3 separate regions of the Mus musculus genome follow, and regions 2 and 3 are each linked to region 1. A link is a contact called in public Hi-C and HiChIP or PLAC-seq data. All regions are on one chromosome and are shown on one strand. The core of a region is the stretch at or near the end of the contact, and the rest is flanking DNA. Distances in the headings are between cores, read along the strand shown.

Region 1 (3,131 bases), core at 258-2,757:
CTGTGTGCCATGTGCCCAATCATATCAACAAACGTAATTTATTTTTTAAAAGACAAAGCCTTCAGGCCTCTACTTCCTCACCTTCAAAAGGAGATGCCTAGCTACATCAGGGAGGTCTGGATGGATTGGTTCGTTTCATCTCCAATCTGACTGCGTTTTCCACATTATGGGACAATTATGAGGAGCAGAGATTGCCACCCATGCTTCTGAAATGTAAGCTCAGGAAGTCTTCATGCACATGTCCAAACATGATATCATGCATGGTATCAAACATGATGTCCGGCAGAGAATTTACATCTCAAATGCCAATCAGCCCAACTCTCTTTAATTTTCCACAGGGAAGTCCAGCAGACCTTAACTTATCTCCTGCCCGGATCAAAAACGGCCTTTCACTCACCCATTTCCCCATTTTCTTTCCTCCAAGTTATCTGATGCCAGAACAATCAAGTCACTATCTAGCTCAAAAAACCAGGAGATGCCTCCTTCTTTGCTCTGGTCTACAAGACTGGGCCAGATTCTAGCCTGATCTGCTGTTCTCTCAAATTAGAATTCATCCAGGGATACTCCACAAACTTTTTGAGTACCATGCTGCCGGGCCAGCAGGCCTCTAGTGACTGCCACTGCCTGTACCCCGATGCTTGGCCGGCTTTGTGTCAGAATCCTTTGAACTTCCGTTCCAATCCGAAAGCACACGCCTCCTCTGACCTCCCTACTTGAGTTCTTCAGCAGACTCTCAGATCCAGTCTTTCCACTGGGTGCCTGCCTGACTCAGGACAGAGTTCCTAAACACTGGCGGCCTGGATAAAAAGAATCATAAAATGCCGATAGTTTGGAGAGTACGAGGTCCCCAAGGTGTCCTTTGCCATAACTATCGGGAAACTTTAAACAAAAGCCTTAGATAACAGCCTGGAACCAGGCAGGCCGAGTCACAAGGTTGCCGGGCTCCAATGGATCTTCAAGAGCGGCAAAGCCAGGACAGATGCTTGTCATTTTTAGAGGCGAGCAAGACCTGCATAGGTCTTGAGACACCTCTGCGATTGTTTTCCTGAGAACAGGGGTGCTACCTCCTCAGCCTGCTTCATTGCTCACTGAGCTCAGGTCTTGGCGGGATCCGGGCAGGCCGTTCTAGCCCTAGTTTCCAGATTGTTTCCCCTAGTCATTGTTTCTCCTTTTCTTGGGCTCGCGCTCTCCTCCCGTTCTTTCCAGTGCCGGCCCCCACACCCCGCGACCTCCCACCGCCTCTCCGCACCCCCCCCCACCGCGCTTCTCAAGGAGGCGGGTCCAGCCCCGCGAGCGCTCCAATCCGAGCGCCCTCAACTGGCCCTGCCTCCGCGAGCCCCGCCCCACGCCACCGCCAGCCAATAGAAATTCGTGTTCGTACAGTCGGCCTGTCCAATCGCAGGTTGGCTGTGAGCCTCGCGCGCCCCGCCCCTGCTGCTCTCGGCCGCGGCTCCGCGGGCGGTCGCGCCGGGGCTTCGGCATTCTCCGAGCAGCGCCGAGCTGCGTCGGGCTCAGCCGGCTGCGTCCGGAGGTGCGGGCGACGGCGCCGCTGTGCTCCAGCGGTGCTAACCGAGGCAGAAGCCATCCGGCCGGGTCGGAAGGCGCCTGAGACTCGGGCAGGGCAGGAGCGGCGTAGGTCCCAGGACTGAGCGGGAGGCGGACCGGCACACGTTCCCGGCCCGGCAGAGCCTCCCGAAGCGGTCCCTGCAGAGCCGGGTCGGTCGCCGAGGTGGCTTCCGCTTCCCGGGGCCTCACCTGCGCAGGCCGCGGTGCGCCAGGTGCGGAGGCGTGTGCGTCGCCTGGGCACCTCCCACGGCAGCCAGCGGGGCGGAGGCGGGGCCGCCGCCCGGGTCTCCAGCGGTTCGCCCGGCCGTCTCCGTCAGTCTCACCGGTCCGCCGGGCCCCGCGGATCGGGATGCTGCTGCTCGCTTGCGAGCCGCCCTCCACGCCAGCCCCCGCTGCCGGGGCCGCACCTCGCTGTTTACATGTCAGTGGAGCCCGGGTTCCCCGAGGGTGAGAGCAGCCGGCTCACTGGACCTGGGGCTCCGAACTCAGATCCTCTCCTGCCCGCAGCCTCCGCCGCCATCTGGACTGGATCCAGCTCTGGTGTTTTTGAGGAGGGGGGTGTGGTGTCGGGAAAGGAATCCTGGGGTTTTCTAGTATCCCCTTCTTTTTTTCTTTTTTCTTTTCTTTTTCTTTTTGGCCCTGCGGGCTTCAGACTCAGGGAACTTGCTCATGGCTTTTTTGATGAAGAAGAAGAAATTTAAATTTCAAACCACTTTCACCTTGGAGGAGCTGACTGCGGTCCCCTTCGTGAACGGGGTCCTCTTTTGCAAGGTCCGGCTGCTGGATGGCGGGGATTTTGTCAGCTTGTCGTCCAGGTAGGCATTGAGGTTTTCGCGTTTGCAGGGGAGGGTGGGGAGTGCTGATGAGTGAGATCTAGCCACTTGGCAAATGTGGAAGACTCAGCTAGGGACGGATGGGCAAGGGGCCCGCCTGGGGAAAGATTTGCTCTAAGCAGGACTTAGGTCTGAGTGAGCTGGCAGAGCGCCTGGCATTTGTCTGCAGGTGACCAGCCAGAAACCTTTTAGGGCCCTGCGTGCACTCTTCAAGTCACCCGTTTTACAGATTTGTATGGAGAGAGCTGACTGAGATTTTCACTTTAAGGGATTAAGTAAGGGTGTCTCAGGCCACCTTGCCACCAAGCTGGCTCCTGTGGCTGTCATACGATTGAGAGATTGGGCCAGCCAGGGCTCTCTGGCTCTCTCCCCTTGGCTGGGAAAGCCCAGTTCCAGGCACTCCCTGGATTTGATTGCGGGAGGTGGCTGGATTTTGGGTTGCCCAGCCCCCTCTTGAGTGACTGCCCTCCACTGGCTAAAGCTGGACTGCTTTGCAATGCAAATGTCCTTGCCAGGAGACTGCCTTCCCCTGTGAAAAAAGCCATCGGGTTTGATTTTGTGTCCGTCATCGTCCTAGTAGGTCCAGCTTCCCAGTTTATTGCTGAATGAGGTCCCAGTCCACCTTTTGCAGGTTGAGCTCATGGCGGTCACACAGTCCTGACCTGCCTGCAGAGGTCCGTAGAGTCCAGCTAATGGGGAAAGGAAGTCAAGTTCAGGCTCTTTCTGGGTTCC
Region 2 (3,338 bases), core at 362-2,861, 310 kb after region 1:
ACCAATTCTCCTCAGAAAACAATTCAAGTAGCCTTTACAGCACGGGTGCTAGCATAAGCATTTAAAAAGGTCGACTTTTGGTTTTGTTTTTATAATAATTTCTCCTGATGTACTATATCAGGGAAGAGTATCCCCCCCCCCTACTCATACCAGTCAAAAGATAAGGGTTAGGCAGTTAGTACGCTCAACAGTTATGCTGCATTTGATGGGGGGTGGGGGGCGGGGAGGAAGCTGCCATAGAACAGGATCACTGAAAAGGGAAACTGTAAATTTCCACCTCTCCTACAGGGAAAAGGCACTTTCATTTTCTCTCTCACTCTAAAAAGATAGCCAAAGTCACAGCAGTGTTCACGCGGTTTCATTGTAAAGACGTGCCAAAATACTTAAGAGGCACTATTTTTCTACCTAGGTCACCCATCTTTGAGAATACCGACAGCCCGCCCTCACTTCGACGCTCCCCATCCATTATTAAAAAAAAATAAATAAATAAATTTAAACATGTCTGCTGTGCCTTTCATGCAAACCTATAAACAGTCACATCTTCCCCGCAGCGACGCCCAGGTCTGAGTCCCACAAGCAGCGAGACTGCAGACTGCGGCGCTGGCTGGGGCCACTCCTCCCGCGACACTCCGAAACTGCTCCCCTTTCCCTTGGGATTTCTAAGGGTTCGGACCAGCTAAGACCCCTCCCTTTAAGTCCAGCCCGGGGAAGGGGAGGCGGAGAGAGCCTTGCGGAAGCAGTGCCACAGGAAAACCCCGTGTCCCCTGCCCAGCTGGCAGGAGTGGCCCTGGCGGCGCGCGCCCAGCCGCTCCCAGGTGGGTCTCTGCAGCCGGGGACAGCGCCCTGCTCCCGGGAGAGGGAGGCAGGGAGGGAGGAGGACGCAGGCCAGGCTTCGTTCGTCACGATTCACGAGGGAGGGTGGGAAAGAGGGAGGGATTGGAGACAGAAAGAAAGGGGGGGGGGAGCGGAATTGAGAGCTCTGGATATGCAGAAGGCAAGGAAAGGAGACGGTAGGAAAGGAATACGTCTGGAGAAGAGTTGGGGTGCAGAAGGGTGATGCTGCAGAGGAGGGTGGTGGGCTGGAGGGGATAAAGGCGCGGGTGGGGGAGGTGAACAGGGAGAGAGAGAGAGAGGAGAGGGATGGGATGAAGGGAGAGATGGCGTGATGGAAGTGAATGGATGAAGGTAAAAAGGAAAACGAGATGTTTATGAAGGCGAGGTATGAGGAGGAGGGATGGGATGAAGAGAGGTGGAGGAATAGAGACTGAGGAGGCGTCTGGGGTGAGGAGGACCGAGGTGAAGAGGGGATCTGGGTGAAGCGTGAGTCAGGGAAGCCTGCTGGCCGCAGGAAGCCAGAGGGGCATCCCTCCCGGGAGGGCGGCGCCTGAATAACGGGTTTCGCCGGCCCCGGGGCAGCACCCGGACGCCACTTACTCTCTCCGACCACCGCCTTGAGGCCAATGGGGGCCATGGCGTTCTTCGAGTCTTCGGGCTCCGATGCTCCTCCCGCGACACCGTCGCCTCCCCCGGGCCGCGCGCCCCGCTGTCTGCAGCCCGCCGCCCCGCAGTCGCGCTCGGGACCGACTGACGCGCGGACTCCGCGCGGGGGCGCGACTCGGGCCAAAGCGAGGCTGTGTAGCGGCCAGCGCGCGCGGGAGGGGCGGGGCTGCGGGGCGGGGCCTCGCGCCAGCCGTCATCGTCACCCGCGCGCTGCCGCCAATAGAAGCGCGGCCCGGGCGCGAGACCCCGCCCTCCGGGATGCAGGCTCCGGGAGCGCCCTCCCCTGCGCCTCACGCTCGCGCCAGGGCCTCAGGGTCCTAAAATCCCCTCGCCAGCCCTGCACGGGCTGCCCAGGTCATGGGAATCTCCCTAAAGCCAGGCTGTGATGCTCTTCCTGCTTTTTTGGGAGCCTTCCATTTTCTCCTGCCAAAAAACCGAACTCTGAGAGCAGATTCTTATTAACTGTAGTCCCATTCCCAGCCACAACATAGGCTTACAGTACACTGACACTATCCCTGTGTCTCTGTGGTCTGTTTACCATTGATGGAGAGCTAAGCTCTGTGTTACACACCTTTCAGGTATCATTTTACTAAATTCGCGCAATAACCGAACATCATTTCTAATCTTCATTTTCAGGTACAAAAACACACCCGAGGCGCTTGCTGTTGTACCATTTATCTATCAGTCACTAATGAATATTATTCTCCCATAACTATGTATAAGCTATGTATATGAATTACTATGGATATTCTGTATACTGGAGCTGCACTCGTGCACAAGACATGGAACAAATCCAGTAGTTTCCAAAGTCCAAATCTAATTAGGAAATACTACAGAATCAACTCTGGACTCAGCATCTCCTTCCTCCTGTCTACATGGTCACATACTGGTTTTCGAGGTTCCATCTTTGCTAATGAAGAAGGTTGCTTTGGAAATACAGAACAAGAGTAGGAGACGTACCTCAGAGGTGGAGCACTTGCTTGTTATATGCAAGGTCTCCACTTTGATCCCTGATGGTGGAAAATAAAATAAAGTGCAAAGAAAAAATGAACAAGTCCAACTAACTTAAAAATCACAAAGGATGGGGCTGGAGAGATGGCTCAGTGGTTAAGAGCACTGGCTGTTCTTCCAGAGGTCCTCAGTTAAAGTCTTAGCATTCACATGACAGCTCACAATTGTCTGTGACTGTATCTAGTAGGACCAAATGCCCTCTTCTGATGTGCATACATGCCAACAGAATACCCACATACATAAAATACATGCATGAATAAATCTTTTTTAAAAACATTTTTAAAAGGAAAAATCACAAAGGAGCCAGGTGTGGTAACACATACCTTTAGTCCTAGCACTCAGGAGACAGAAAGCTAGGGGGTCCCTGAGTTTGAGACCAGTCTGGTCTACAGAGCAAGTTTCAGAAAAGCCTGGTCTATAGAACAAGTTGAGGGACAGCCAGGGCTACACAGAAAATCGCTATCTTTACAAACAAACAAGAAAGAACCACAAAGGAGGGCATAGCAGCACAGACCTTTAATCCCAGCACTTGGGAGGTAGAGGCAGGACAAACTCTGTGAGTTCTTGGCCAGCCTGGTCTACATAGTGAGTTTCAGGCAAGCCAGAGCTACATATACCCAGTTTAAAAAAACAAAACAAAACAAAACAAAACGACAACAACAAACTCCCAAAGGCAGAGCTATTGAGAGGGCTCAGTGGGTAAAGGCACTTGTCGTCTGGCCTTATATCCTAAGTTTGACCCCCTGGAATCCAGTTAGTGCATGGAGCAAGCAGACTCCCACACGTTCTCTGACCTCCACACACGCACAGTGGCGCTTGGTATCAGA
Region 3 (3,081 bases), core at 52-2,551, 470 kb before region 1:
TGTCCCTCAAGCAGCTCAAAGCAGACATTTCTAGAAACCATGGCATCACTCAAGGACAAGTTCTAGGGCTCCAGAAGGGAGACCCCAAGACTGCCTACCATGTGTCAAGCCAGTTTCACAATGGCCTGACACCTCCCAGGTGAGTCAGCTGACTGCTTGCTCCCCAGACCTCCACCTCCCCAGGAGCACCTATGATGGGGAGGGGAGGGACCTAAGCACCCTCCAGCTGGTGCTTAGCTCCTATATGCAGCCCACCCCAGAGAGTCCGGGAGCCGCTTCCCCTGAGAATGAACCAGAAGCTCTGATATGGCTTCTTTACAGTGTGCTAGCGTATGGGCATCCCTGGGTGCTGGAACCCCAGATTCAAGTGTGATAGTGCTGGCCAGGAGGAAAGGGCATGCCATCTTTACCTTAAGACAGCTGGGACTGTCCAGACTCAGTGGCAATGCCCCAACCCCAACCCTGCCAGGCATTTGGGACCAAGATAATGGAAGAGAAAAAGCCACATTCCTAGGGGTGGGTTCTAGAGATAGCAAAGGTGAAAACGTTACCTAGCTCCAACCCAACACTTTGGGGACTCTTCTCCCAGAATACCTCCATCAGGCAACTTAAGGCTACTGAGGAGAGGGGTGGGGTCAAGGATCTATGCCCTGCTCAGCTCGTACCCCCACCCCCGGCAGGTACTGGGGAGGGGTTCTACTGGGGTGGAATAGAAGCTCTAGGAAGAGTCTGTGGTTTTGATTCTGCACAAACAACAGGATAAAACAGCTGGTTTTAGACCTGAGATCGCTCTCTTGCCCCCTCACGCAGACGCCCAGGAGGAGGAGCAGGGTTCAGGTGAGCCTCCCCTCTTCCCAGCTCTGACTGAAGAGGGCAAGTCCTGTAGGGCAGAGATCCGTGGCCTTTCCAGTTCTTTCTCTCCTTTAAATTCAGCTTAAGGCAAAAGTTTGGCAAAGCAAGTCTACATAAGGCCGCATGGCAGAGGGGAGGCAGAGGGGAGGCAGGAAGAGCAGGCTGGGTCCCCTGACAACCAGCCTCCTCCCCTGCCCCTGCATCCACAAAGAGGAGGGGAAAATTAAAAAAAGCGGTGTTTCGGAGAGTCAATGAACACTGAGGTTGTGATAGGAGGAGAGGAGCCCTGGGGGTGGGGTGGGTGGGCGCCTGTTGTCCCTGGCTCCCCCCTCCCTGCAGGGAAGCACGTGGAGGAGCCAGGAGGCCGGCCGGTTTTAGCACAGTGAGATCCGCCCCGGGAGAAGGTAGAATGGTTGTATTTTTCTGAATGACCGACAGGGCATCTGGGTTTCCTTCTGAGCAGTAATATTGTTACTACGTTGAGTCTCACCTCGCAGCAGCCTGGCTGTTACCGGTGCTTGGGCGGGATCACCACCAGTGGCTGCCCGTACTTGGGTCTCCACATGAGGACCTGTGCATCGTTGGCGTTGGGCTTGACCAGGGCACTGGGCGGGATGGGCTCATTCTTGCTAAGGATTTTAGGCTGGTCCTGGGCAATGGGCTCCCGCAGCCTGGCGCGCTGGCCCAGGGGCCGGTTGGGATTCACCTCGATGCTCAGCTGCATGCGCCAGTGCAGGGTCTGCAGGATGATCATATCATTGGTGGAGGTGTTGGTGGCCACCAGCCACGTGGTGAAGCTCTGGTCCCGGTAGATGTTGGTCAGTTTGGCCACGTTGCTCTCACTGACGGGCACGGCCCACGTGACGCTGGGGTAGAAGTTATCGTTCATGCTGATGATGAACTTGGAGTCCCTCTTGGTGGGCCCCACAATCGTGCAGGTCTCCGTGGTATTGCCGTACCAGGGATAGTTCACCCCATCAGAGTCACTGATGGCCTCGATCTTTCCTTCCTGGAGGTCGGGGAGCTCCCAGCTAGACCTAGGGAGCAAAGAAGGTCAGGAGAGGCTCAGTCACCAACCAGTAAGGCTTTTCTGCGTTCTTAGGATGTATCAGGTACTGTCCTGGGACCCTGGAGACAGGAGGGACTCAACCCCCTTTGCTCATGGGGCTGACGTGGGATGGAGCAGACAATAAACAGGACATTATTCAATACCAGGTAAGATGAGCCCAGTCACAGCCCGCTTCAATAACCCGAATGTTGGGCTGAAAAGACGACTCAGTAGTTCACCTACTGCTCTTACAGAGGACCCACGTTCAATTCCCACATGAGCAAAAATTCTTAACTCCAACCCCAGGAGGCCTGGTGCTCTCTTCTGGCCTATGTGGTACCCGCACTCATGTGTACATACACACACACACACACACATTTAAAATATTTTGGAGGGCTGGAAACATGGCTCAGCAGTTAAGAGCACTGCTATCTTTTAGAGGTCCTGAGTTCAAGTCCCAGTCCCGACATGGTAGTTTACAACCATGTATATAACTGTAATCCCATGGGATCCTGTTCCCTCTCCTTGTGATATACACACAGGCAAGACACCCATATACATACAATACATATATAATCATATATACATATATGATTATGTATATATATATTTTTTTTAAAGACTATTCTCTGAGTACCTTCCCAGGCCAGACCACCACTGAAGGCCAGCACCCTCCATGAGAGCCAGTCATTAAACTAGTAGGTGTCATTTGGGACTTGGAGAAGCCCAACTCTTTTTTTTGGGGGGGGGGTGTTCACGACAGGGTTTCTCTGTATAGCCCTGGCTGTCCTAGCACTCACTCTGTAGACCAGGCTGGCCTCAAACTCAGAAATCCGCCTGCCTCTGCCTCCCGAGTGCTGGGATCAAAGGCGTGCGCCACCACACCCGGCGAGAAGCCCAGCTCTTGACAGGGACTTGTCACTGAGTCTACAGTAATGACAAACACTGGCAAAGCTGGGCCTTCGTGAACACCAGTGGAATAACCGTATGAAGCCACACAGTTCTATGATCTTAGGGTGGAGGCCGTGGCTTCTCAGAGGCGAGGGCATCTACTGGACACACAGCCTAGGAATACAGCCTAGGGTGGGAGGGCAGCTCAGTAGAACGTCCTCCTGCCACATCTGTCTCTCCACCCAATGAAGGAGCCTTGAAAGGAAAGGAAATTCCGACACACACTGTGG

What was found. A called contact is a pair of places that touch in the nucleus more often than the background predicts. HiChIP or PLAC-seq counts read pairs in DNA pulled down with a chosen protein or histone mark.
Region 2: an H3K27ac HiChIP or PLAC-seq map of microglia shows a contact between it and region 1, with 5 times the contacts expected there. The contact joins the promoter of Stxbp1 here to the promoter of Fam102a in region 1. A contact is called at or near these places in 4 of 115 datasets of contacts at active chromatin or transcription factors (embryonic stem cells, epiblast stem cells, microglia and 1 more) and 2 of 9 other capture datasets (liver and pancreatic islet).
Region 3: a contact with region 1 is called in a Hi-C map of CD8 T cells, with 4 times the contacts expected there. The contact joins the enhancer-like site here to the promoter of Fam102a in region 1. A contact is called at or near these places in 2 of 484 Hi-C or Micro-C datasets (CD4 T cells and CD8 T cells) and 1 of 115 datasets of contacts at active chromatin or transcription factors (memory CD8 T cells).

What each region holds. Positions count from the first base shown.
Region 1 is chr2:32,533,852-32,536,982 of GRCm38.p6, forward strand. It overlaps Fam102a (family with sequence similarity 102, member A), which reads left to right and starts at 1,508. Exons shown (of 11, transcript NM_153560.4): 1 at 1,508-2,381. The coding sequence starts at 2,236.
Region 2 is chr2:32,845,621-32,848,958 of GRCm38.p6, forward strand. It overlaps Stxbp1 (syntaxin binding protein 1), which reads right to left and starts at 1,612. Exons shown (of 19, transcript NM_009295.2): 1 at 1,435-1,612. The coding sequence starts at 1,471. Gm13524 (predicted gene 13524) reads left to right here and starts at 316. Exons shown (of 2, transcript NR_166175.1): 1 at 316-815; 2 at 2,137-3,338.
Region 3 is chr2:32,067,885-32,070,965 of GRCm38.p6, forward strand. Fam78a (family with sequence similarity 78, member A) reads right to left here. Exons shown (of 2, transcript NM_175511.4): 2 at 1-1,889. The coding sequence ends at 1,361. Among named protein-coding and RNA genes, the nearest start is that of Fam78a, 14 kb to the right of the region's middle. Within about 2 kb of position 1,302, at least 9 of the 459 cell types and tissues checked have an H3K27ac peak or open chromatin away from gene starts, as enhancers often do. A contact at or near this core is called in CD8 T cells, where this site is marked.